2 separate regions of the Sus scrofa genome follow, and region 1 is linked to region 2. Evidence: chromatin contacts called from public HiChIP or PLAC-seq data. All regions are on one chromosome and are shown on one strand. The core of a region is the stretch at or near the end of the contact, and the rest is flanking DNA. Distances in the headings are between cores, read along the strand shown.

Region 1 (4,423 bases), core at 1,885-4,384, 68 kb before region 2:
AACATTGCCGCTGGTCACTAGGTAAATGCAAATAAAAAAGCAAAACCAGTGTGTGTGATACCACTTCACATGCATTAGGATTTTTTATCAATTAATCAATCAATAAATTACAAGTGTTGGTGGGGAACCCTTGTGCATTGCTGGTATACAACATAAAATTGTGCAGTTGCTATGGAAGTCAATGTGACAATTCCTCAAAAACTGAAACATAAAATTACCATATGACCCAGCAGCTCTAGTTCTGGGCATATACCAAGCAAACAAACCAACCCTGAAAATAAGGACTTGAACAGGTATTTGTATTCACACATTCATAGCAGCATTATTCACAAAGGACAAGAAGTGGGTGCACTCTAGTGTCCACCAACAGACGAATGATTTAAAAAAATTTGGTATATGCACACAGTGGAATATTATTCAGTCTTAAAAAGGAAGGAAATTCTGACACATTCTACAACATGGACTAACCTCAAGGACATTATGCTAAGTGAAACAATCCAGTCACGAAAGGACAAACAGCATATGGCTCCTCCGATATGAGGAGCAGTCAAATTCATAGAGACAGAAAGTAGAATAGTGGTTGTCAGGGGCTGGGGAAGGGGAAATGTTAGTGTTTAATGGGTACATGGTCAGTTTGGAAAGACTAAAAATTTCTGGCGATGGGTAAGTGGCACTGCAGTGTGAAGGTACTTAATGCCATGAAACTGTACACTTTAAAATGGCTAAAATGGTATTTGTGTTATATATATATGGAAGTTCTCAGGCTAGATGTCAATTCAGAGCTGCAGCTGCCAGCCTACACCACAGCCACAGCAACATGGGATCCAAGCCACGTCTGCCACCTACACCACAGCTCACAGCAATGCCAGATCCTTAACCCACCGAGCGGAGCCAGGGATCAAACCCATGTCTTCATGGATACTAGTCAGGTTTGTTACCACTGATCCATGTGGGAACTCCCTATTTATACAATTTTTTTTAAGGAATGCTGGTAAGTCAGTAAAAGGCCTCAACAAAAGGACCTGGAAGGGTATGGCCAAAAGCCTAGAAGCTGAGCAAAGAGTTGGAATGAATCAGCCAGGAGAAACACTGTCATCCACATACAAAAATTACAGATGTGTGATCCCCAGTGATGGAGAGATTTCCAGACCCTGAGGAAGACAGAGAGTACTTTGCTATGCCACCTTTCCTCCCTCTAATTACACACCCCATCATGCCTGAAGGTTAGCAAGCTGGTAGAAGCAGAGAAGAAATCAAAGCACTGAGTGGGAAAGAAAGAAGCTTCCTGGCATCTCCCATTGCAGATGGACAGTCTGCAACAGTCTTGTCCTGGGAGAGAGGGGAAATAGTAACTTTAATAAAATTTGAAGTTGGGGACAAAGACCCTGGAATGGACACATGAGTTACTAAACATAGACAATGTCTCATAACCTTCTAGAGGAAGAGGAAGTTACTGAAAGTGTCACAAGGCTATATCTAAATTTCAAAATGACTAAGCAGAATAAATAGGAGCATAGAATATATTTAAAAGAAGAGCAGATGGTAAAAGTTAATGTGCTTTATCATGACTATCCATGAGAAATACTTGTTCAAACATAATGGTTATATGATGAATTTATTTATTTATTTATTGCTTTTTAGGGCCACACCTACGGCATATGGAGGTTCCCATACTAGGGGCCGAATCAGAGCTACAGCCGCAGGCCTACACCACAGCCACAGCAATGTGGGATCCAAGCCATGTCTGTGACCTACACCACAGCTCAGACAATGCCAGATCCTTAACCCACTGAGCGAGACCAGGGATCAAACCCACACCCTCATGGTTCCTAGTCAGATTCGTTTCCACTGTGCCACGACAGGAACGCCTATATGATGAATTTAAATGTCCATATTTTAAAACACATATCCTATAGAATTATACATTAATTCTGGAATATTGCAATTTTCATGAAACAATTTCATTAAGACTCTCCACTCCTACCCAAACTTTAAGTCATCAAGCAGCTTTCTTAAAATCACATTTTCACATCTGTCCAAATTGCTAGAGAAATAGCATTTTCTGAATCTATCCTCACTGGAAGTGTTATTACAAGTCATGATTTTCCAGTCATACTAGGTTAAAGAGCTGTTTTCCTTCCGTCCTGAGGTGTTCATTCATGATATCCACAATATAAATACCTACTGTACTGCTCTAAAAGGCATGTTTAAAATTATATGCAGCACCTGCCATTGTAAACTCATACCTCCAGGAATAATAACAGAAACTGTATTAAATTTCTTTGCCTCTTTTTTCACCCATCACGTCTGCACACCTCTGTGAGCAAATAAAAATAGCACTGATGGAGGTCATTTCAGTTTAACGTGTCTTCCCCAAATAGTACTTCACTGTTCAAAATAAGGTAGTTGAGCAAGTGTGCTGTAACATGAGAGACTTTACCAGGATTCCAACATAAGAGACTCCCACAGGCATATACAGAGATGGACAATAAAGTAACATTCTAGAATCACACTATCTTTAGCAAAATAGGATACTCCAACTGTATTCTCTTCCTAGTAGGCATTGCCCTGAACATTTGCCCTCTGCGTGGTACACTGGTCCCTGAATATTATATATTATGCCTTGGGGAGTTCCCACTTAGGAAGGTGTGGGTTCTCTCCTGAGCAAATGGTCTTCTAAATTACAACTATTAACAAAGGTATTTTACAAGTTCCACCGAGAGTTATCCCTTCCTAGACATCTTTAAGTGTACACGTTAATCTTTGCACCAAGCTCGCTGGATTGACTATAGAAATCGCATCTGTAAAATGGAAGTTCTCTAGCTGGGAGTCAAGACCCTTCACAATTTGGCACCCTCCAATGGTCCAGCTCTCTCTTCCACTCTGCCAAGAACTTCATGCATCTCAGTCACATGTGTCTCCTTATGGCCCACTGCTGCCGAGCCTTTGTCCTGCCATTAGCCCTCTCTAAAGAAACTTCTAACCATTCCTTTGGTACTTCAAATCCTACTCATCCTTCAAGGTCTGATGCAAATCCCTATCTTTCTGAAAGTCTTTCTCTAGATCAAGCCAGAAGTACTGTCTCTTTCCCTAAACTGCCAAAGCATTGACTCATATGGGCTTGTCTTGTACAGAATTTTCCTAGCTTCCTGTCTTAACCGCCCAAGTAGGTCAAAAGTAATCCAAAGGCCGGGACTATTGATTCTACCAACGTTGGATACTCCAGTGCTTAGTGTCCACATTGCTTAGTATGGTATCTTACACACAGCAAACTGTCATAAATAATTATTGAATGAATGAATAATAACAGGAACAGCAATCATAACTGTCTGGAAATAGATTCATCTAACATTTTCTTTTATGCATTTTAAAGGTTCATTCAAAAAAAGAATGCCAAGTATTCTTTGTTTATTAGTTATGTTTTGAAAATCTCCCAGTTGGCTCTTTCATTCAATAGGATATAATTTATCCCCTTGGGTTTGAACTACATAATCCATCCTAGAAATTACACTTCAGAAAAAAATAAGTGATAAACCCTCTGCTTCACTCAGCCCATTTGTATACCTGACACCCTTTCCTATCGCTAAGTAGTTCCGACCATCAATTCCTTTAAACCACTGACACTCACTCAGTCTCTACATATTCCTCCTCGTGACAGAGTGCCAGGCAACCCCAGCCTATACTTCTTTCTCCAGTCTCTCAGGATCTCTTTCCCTCTTTAACATACTACTGCATAGCAGGAGGCCTTCCATAAAGGAGGTATTTATCACATACCCGATGATGCTTCCATTACAGAAGAAAAACATATGTCTACTCCTAAAACTCAGTCTCTGTGCTGAAATCCATTCAAAAATACACCCTCCAACCAGCTTCTCCAATATAAAAAATAAACTCCATTCGTTCAATTTACATGAACATGTTTTCTGAACTGAAACCTGCAAACCACAAAACGATAATGAAATATATGACATAACGGCTCATATGGCATAAATATAAAATATATATAGCAGGCCCTCACTAAAACATCATCAACTTATTTGAAAACTGTGCATCATCTCTTGACTAATCACTATTCCCTTGCTGTTCTGCTATTCTTCAGTAATAATAATGTGGACATGGTGCCGGAGCCTAAGAAAGTACTCTGTCTAAGGAAAACGAGTTCTGATCTCAGTGCTGCCAAATTACCTTGCCACTTCAAATCTTCTTTCCTCACTCACAAAGTTAGTATTATAGTCTAGATCAGGGGTCACAAGTTTGAGTGCCAAGAGGAGCCAGATAGGTACTAGCGATGACTTGAGTAGATTTGGCTGGGAAGACAATGGGGAGTGGTAGAGACTGATGGAAACTGGAGAGCAAATGCCTGCTCCAAAGGAGACCAGGGTTTAGTGTTTAAATCTAGCCTATTGCCATGTAGGAACGATGG
Region 2 (4,287 bases), core at 664-3,163:
ACACTATCAGTGACTACACAAATATTTTGATATCTTTATTTCTGGTCATAACCAGAAGCTTTACTAATTAACATAATGAATGTCAGAAATGAGTTTTCAGGAGGAGTTCCCGTCGTGGCTCAGTGGTTAATGAATCCGACTAGGAACGATGAGGTTGAGGGTTTGATCCCTGGCCTTGCTCAGTGGGTTAAAGATCTGGGGTTGCCGTGAGCTGTGGTGTAGGTGGCTCTGGTGTAGGCCTGTGGCTACAGCTCCGACTGGACCCCTAGCCTGGGAACCTCCATACGCTGCAGCAGTGGCCCAAATAAAGGCAAAAAGACAAAAAAAAAAAAAAAAAAAAGAAAAGAAAAGAAAAAGAGTTTTCATAGGTGAAAATAATGGCTTATTAGGGGAAAAGGACAAGTTAAGGGTATGGGATTACAAGACAAACTACTACGGATAACTTTGTAATAACTTTTAATAGAGTATAATCTGGAAAAATACTGAATCAATGCTACAGGTCCAAAACTAATATAATGTTGCAAATCAACTACACTTCAGCTTTAGAAAGAAACAAAAAATATGGCTTAGTATTTTGTACAATGGATGTTAAAAATAGACTGTCAGCAAAATTATTGATATTCAAGATATGAATTGGTTAGAAAATATTACAGAGACGCTTCCCATCCTTGCATGAAAAGGGCATAGGAACCTAGGAAACCCTTCACCTTTACCCTCCAAGATGGCATCAAAGGCTGAGCTACAAAATCCTGGGTCCAACCATAGGTTTGGGGATTCTGGGAAAGAGTTAACTGAATCCTGCCCCTGGAATATTGTCTTATCTGCTTTGAGGAAATCTGTCATGCCATGTTTGGACAAGGCATTTCTTCCCTGACCACTTGCAGCTTCATCAAGTTTACAGAATAAGTTGCCTAATTAATGTTTATCTTAAAACATCTGAAACATCTATGTGTGTAATGGAATTTGGTCAAGTCTTAACTTCATTACAACCTGATAGGAAAGTGTAGTGGAGAAGCTAACCTTTTCCCACCACTAACTACTGGTAGCTCTTGTGTATCAAAAAGAACTAAGAGTACCACATAACACATTGGCTTAGGTCACTTTGCAACACTCCTGTAAACTGGTTGCTGTTTGTTGCTGCTTTTGTTTCATTTGTACTTATGCTAAGAAAGTTTTAACTATGAAGCAAATTTTTCTATAGCTGAATCTCCCTGATGGAGAACAGAATTGGCAGCTTCGGAGATCCCGTAGTGGCGCAGTGGTTAACGAATCCGACCAGGAACCATGAGGTTGCAGGTTCGGTCCCTGGCCTCGCTCAGTGGGTTAAGGATCTGGCATTGCCATGAGCTGTGGTGTAGGTCGCAGACATGGCTCGGATCCCAAGTTTCTGTGGCTGTGGTGTAGGCTGGCAGCTACAGCTCCGATTAGACCCCTAGCCTGGAAACCTACGTATGCCTCAGGAATTGGCCCTAGAAAAGACAAAAGGGCAAAAAGCCAAAAAAAAAAAAAAAAAAAAAAAGAATTGGCAACTTCATTAGGGTATGGGACTCCTAACTTGTCGAAGTGGCACTTAGAGTAACAAAGACAATTAACACATACATGAAAACCTTCCAAGTCTTTTCACATAGGCATTTTTTGCCTGGTAACTAAAAGCCACCTCTGCCTCTAGGAGGAAGCAGTGGGGAACACCCATGAAGTCACACCACAGAGAAAGTTCTTCACTTCCTATCCTTTATTCTAAATTCAGTTTCAGCTTTGCTCCTATCATTTTACCTCTGTTTCAGCTTACATTGTTGAATTCAATTCTACTGTTGAAGTCAATGGATCTTTCCCAAACCTAAATCTAAAGGTCCAGCAAAAAAAGAGAAAGGCTTTAACATTCTTTGCCTAGTCAGAAAATCAAGCTAATGGTTCATAGTCAGCACCCTCTTCCTCAACCATGACTGTGTGATAGCTAAGGCAGTGAATATTCCCTGTAGCAGTGTCCGAGGCTACTCAAATCTATTTTCGGTGAAGCCTAAAGGGTCTGGTATTAGTAAATAACCCTGGATATGTTAAGATGTATGAAGTTATAGCACCTCTCTCCATTTTCTTCAAAAGCATAACTTTCCAGAGATTGCTATGCATGCAAGGAATGCATTCTAGGAGGGCCTGGAATGCTGCTCTGTGTGTTCTGGCAGGGACTCAGAGGTAACAGATACTGGAGCCTGGGACAAGAAGCACAGACTATGTTACAGGTCATTGAGCAAATGTCCAATGTTCTACTGAAAACCATTCCTGATCTGTTGTTCCAGTCAACATTATATTCTAAAAGTGCTCAGATACCACATGCAGAATATTACATATTCCACACACAATAAATGGGATGTTAGAGAAAGAATGAAAAGAGAGGAATGATTAACAGTGTCAGGGGCTCCTGAATTCTGTCTACCTAACACTCACAATAGCAGCCATCAATGGATGATCTTCAAAAAAAAAAAGCAAAAAAAAATTTTCAGTTCTAATATGTATTTAAATCTGTATCATCTCTGAAGGAAACCTGACTCTTTTCTATTCTTGAAGAAAATCTGATTTTTGGATAGTCTCTCAAAGGCTTCTCTTTTCTAAATTACTAAACGATATTAAAAATGAGTAAATCAATATCACAAATGTGTGATCCCACTTGGGGCTTTTAAATAGTGTTCATTGTACCCAAAATATCAACTTTCTGGATTAGGATCATTTTACAATGTGCACAAACTTAATTTGTCTTAAATGAACACCATACCATGTCCATTAATTTTATATCAAAGTGTAAAGCTTTCATTTCTGGGTAGTCTTTATTGATTCAAGCTTCTCTCTTTCAACTTTTCAGAGAAAAAATAAGGTTACTGAACTTTGAAGTAAATATCAAATGTAACACACATTACATTGAACACAAAGTAAATCACACAAAGTTATTTACTTCACGAGTAATTCACTGCAGGATATTTGAGTTGAGCAGAAAAGTTTAAGAAATTAATTCTTAATTAACCTGAAGTTCAAGTTAAGGAGAATTTGAAGGGATTTTTTTCAGGTTGCTGGTAAGAAAGAAATATAGTTCAGTATCTGAGGCCTCTTGGAACAAAGAGATGAAGCCTTTGCTTCTAAGGAACTGCCATAAAGTGGAGAAGAGACAGACCTGAAATGAGGAACCGAATGAAATAAATTATGGGGCAAGGTTATAAACAAAAACAAAAAAAAACCTGAAAGGTTAAGAAAAGGAATAGTTGTTTCTAAAGAGTGGTGGGGCAGAGGTGGGGCTTGAAGAAAGTTTTTGGAGAAAAGAAGTGAGAAACGGAGCTAAATTTTGTTAGGTAATTACTAACTGATGCCCAAGTAGGACAAGATGGTCCACTTAAGCCTTAAAACAGCTCTCTGGGGACAATACAGTTTTACACAGGATGAAGCTGAGGATTATACAACATAAATGTTATGGGCATCTTTTTTTTTTTTTTTCCCTTTTTATGGCCATACCATATGGAATGGAAGCTACCAGGCCAGGGACTGAATCCAAGCTGCAGCTGCAACCTACACCACAACTGTGACAACACAGGATCCTTTAACACGCTGCATCTGGGCCAGGAATCCAAACCTGCACCTCCATAGCAATCCAAGCCAAGGCAGTCAGATTCTTAAGCCACTGTCCCACAACAGGTTGGGCATCTTTAATTAGAGATCATGCAGCTAGGGAAGAACAGACAGAATAAGATGAACCCAAACGTGAAATGTTCCGAAGTTCATGCTGTCTTGTCTAAAAATATTTGCTTTACAGGAGTTCCTGGATGTTCTCAAGGTAAGGACTCAGTACTTTCACTGCTGCAGCCTGAGTTCAATCCCTGGTCTGGGAACTGAGATCCTACATTAAGCCACTGCACACCATGGACAAAAAGAAAAAGAAAAGGAAAATACTTGCTTTCCTGAGAAGATGTGCTAAAGACTTCATATACATTAACCCATCTCATCTCATTTTATCACCATCTAACACCCTATGCAATAGGCATTGCTAACCCCCTTTTACTGATAAGAAAACAAATCCAAAGAAGCAAGTTAACTGACCGAAGTTTCATACTTTGAGTGAGGACCAAGATTTAAAGACAGATATGTCTCACTTTAACTTGAAGATGAGCTTGAAAGCCAGATGGAGGGGTTCCCATCATGGCTCAGTGGTTAACAAATCAGACTAGGAACCATGAGGTTGTGGGTTCAATCCCTGGCTTTGCTCAGTGGGTTAAGAATCTGGTGTTGTTGCCGATGAGACCCCTAGCC

Evidence for each region. HiChIP or PLAC-seq counts read pairs in DNA pulled down with a chosen protein or histone mark.
Region 1: a contact with region 2 is called in an H3K27ac HiChIP or PLAC-seq map of alveolar macrophages. The contact joins two enhancer-like sites. A contact is called at or near these places in 3 of 47 Hi-C or Micro-C datasets (epiblast stem cells, heart right ventricle and skeletal muscle) and 1 of 2 datasets of contacts at active chromatin or transcription factors (alveolar macrophages).

The regions. Positions count from the first base shown.
Region 1 is chr15:101,797,187-101,801,609 of Sscrofa11.1, reverse strand. All of the region lies in intron 1 of PLCL1 (inactive phospholipase C-like protein 1), which reads right to left. Among named protein-coding and RNA genes, the nearest start is that of PLCL1, 180 kb to the right of the region's middle. Within about 2 kb of position 3,134, at least 5 of the 83 cell types and tissues checked have an H3K27ac peak or open chromatin away from gene starts, as enhancers often do. A contact at or near this core is called in alveolar macrophages, where this site is marked.
Region 2 is chr15:101,728,082-101,732,368 of Sscrofa11.1, reverse strand. All of the region lies in intron 1 of PLCL1 (inactive phospholipase C-like protein 1), which reads right to left. Among named protein-coding and RNA genes, the nearest start is that of PLCL1, 110 kb to the right of the region's middle. Within about 2 kb of position 1,913, at least 4 of the 83 cell types and tissues checked have an H3K27ac peak or open chromatin away from gene starts, as enhancers often do. A contact at or near this core is called in alveolar macrophages, where this site is marked.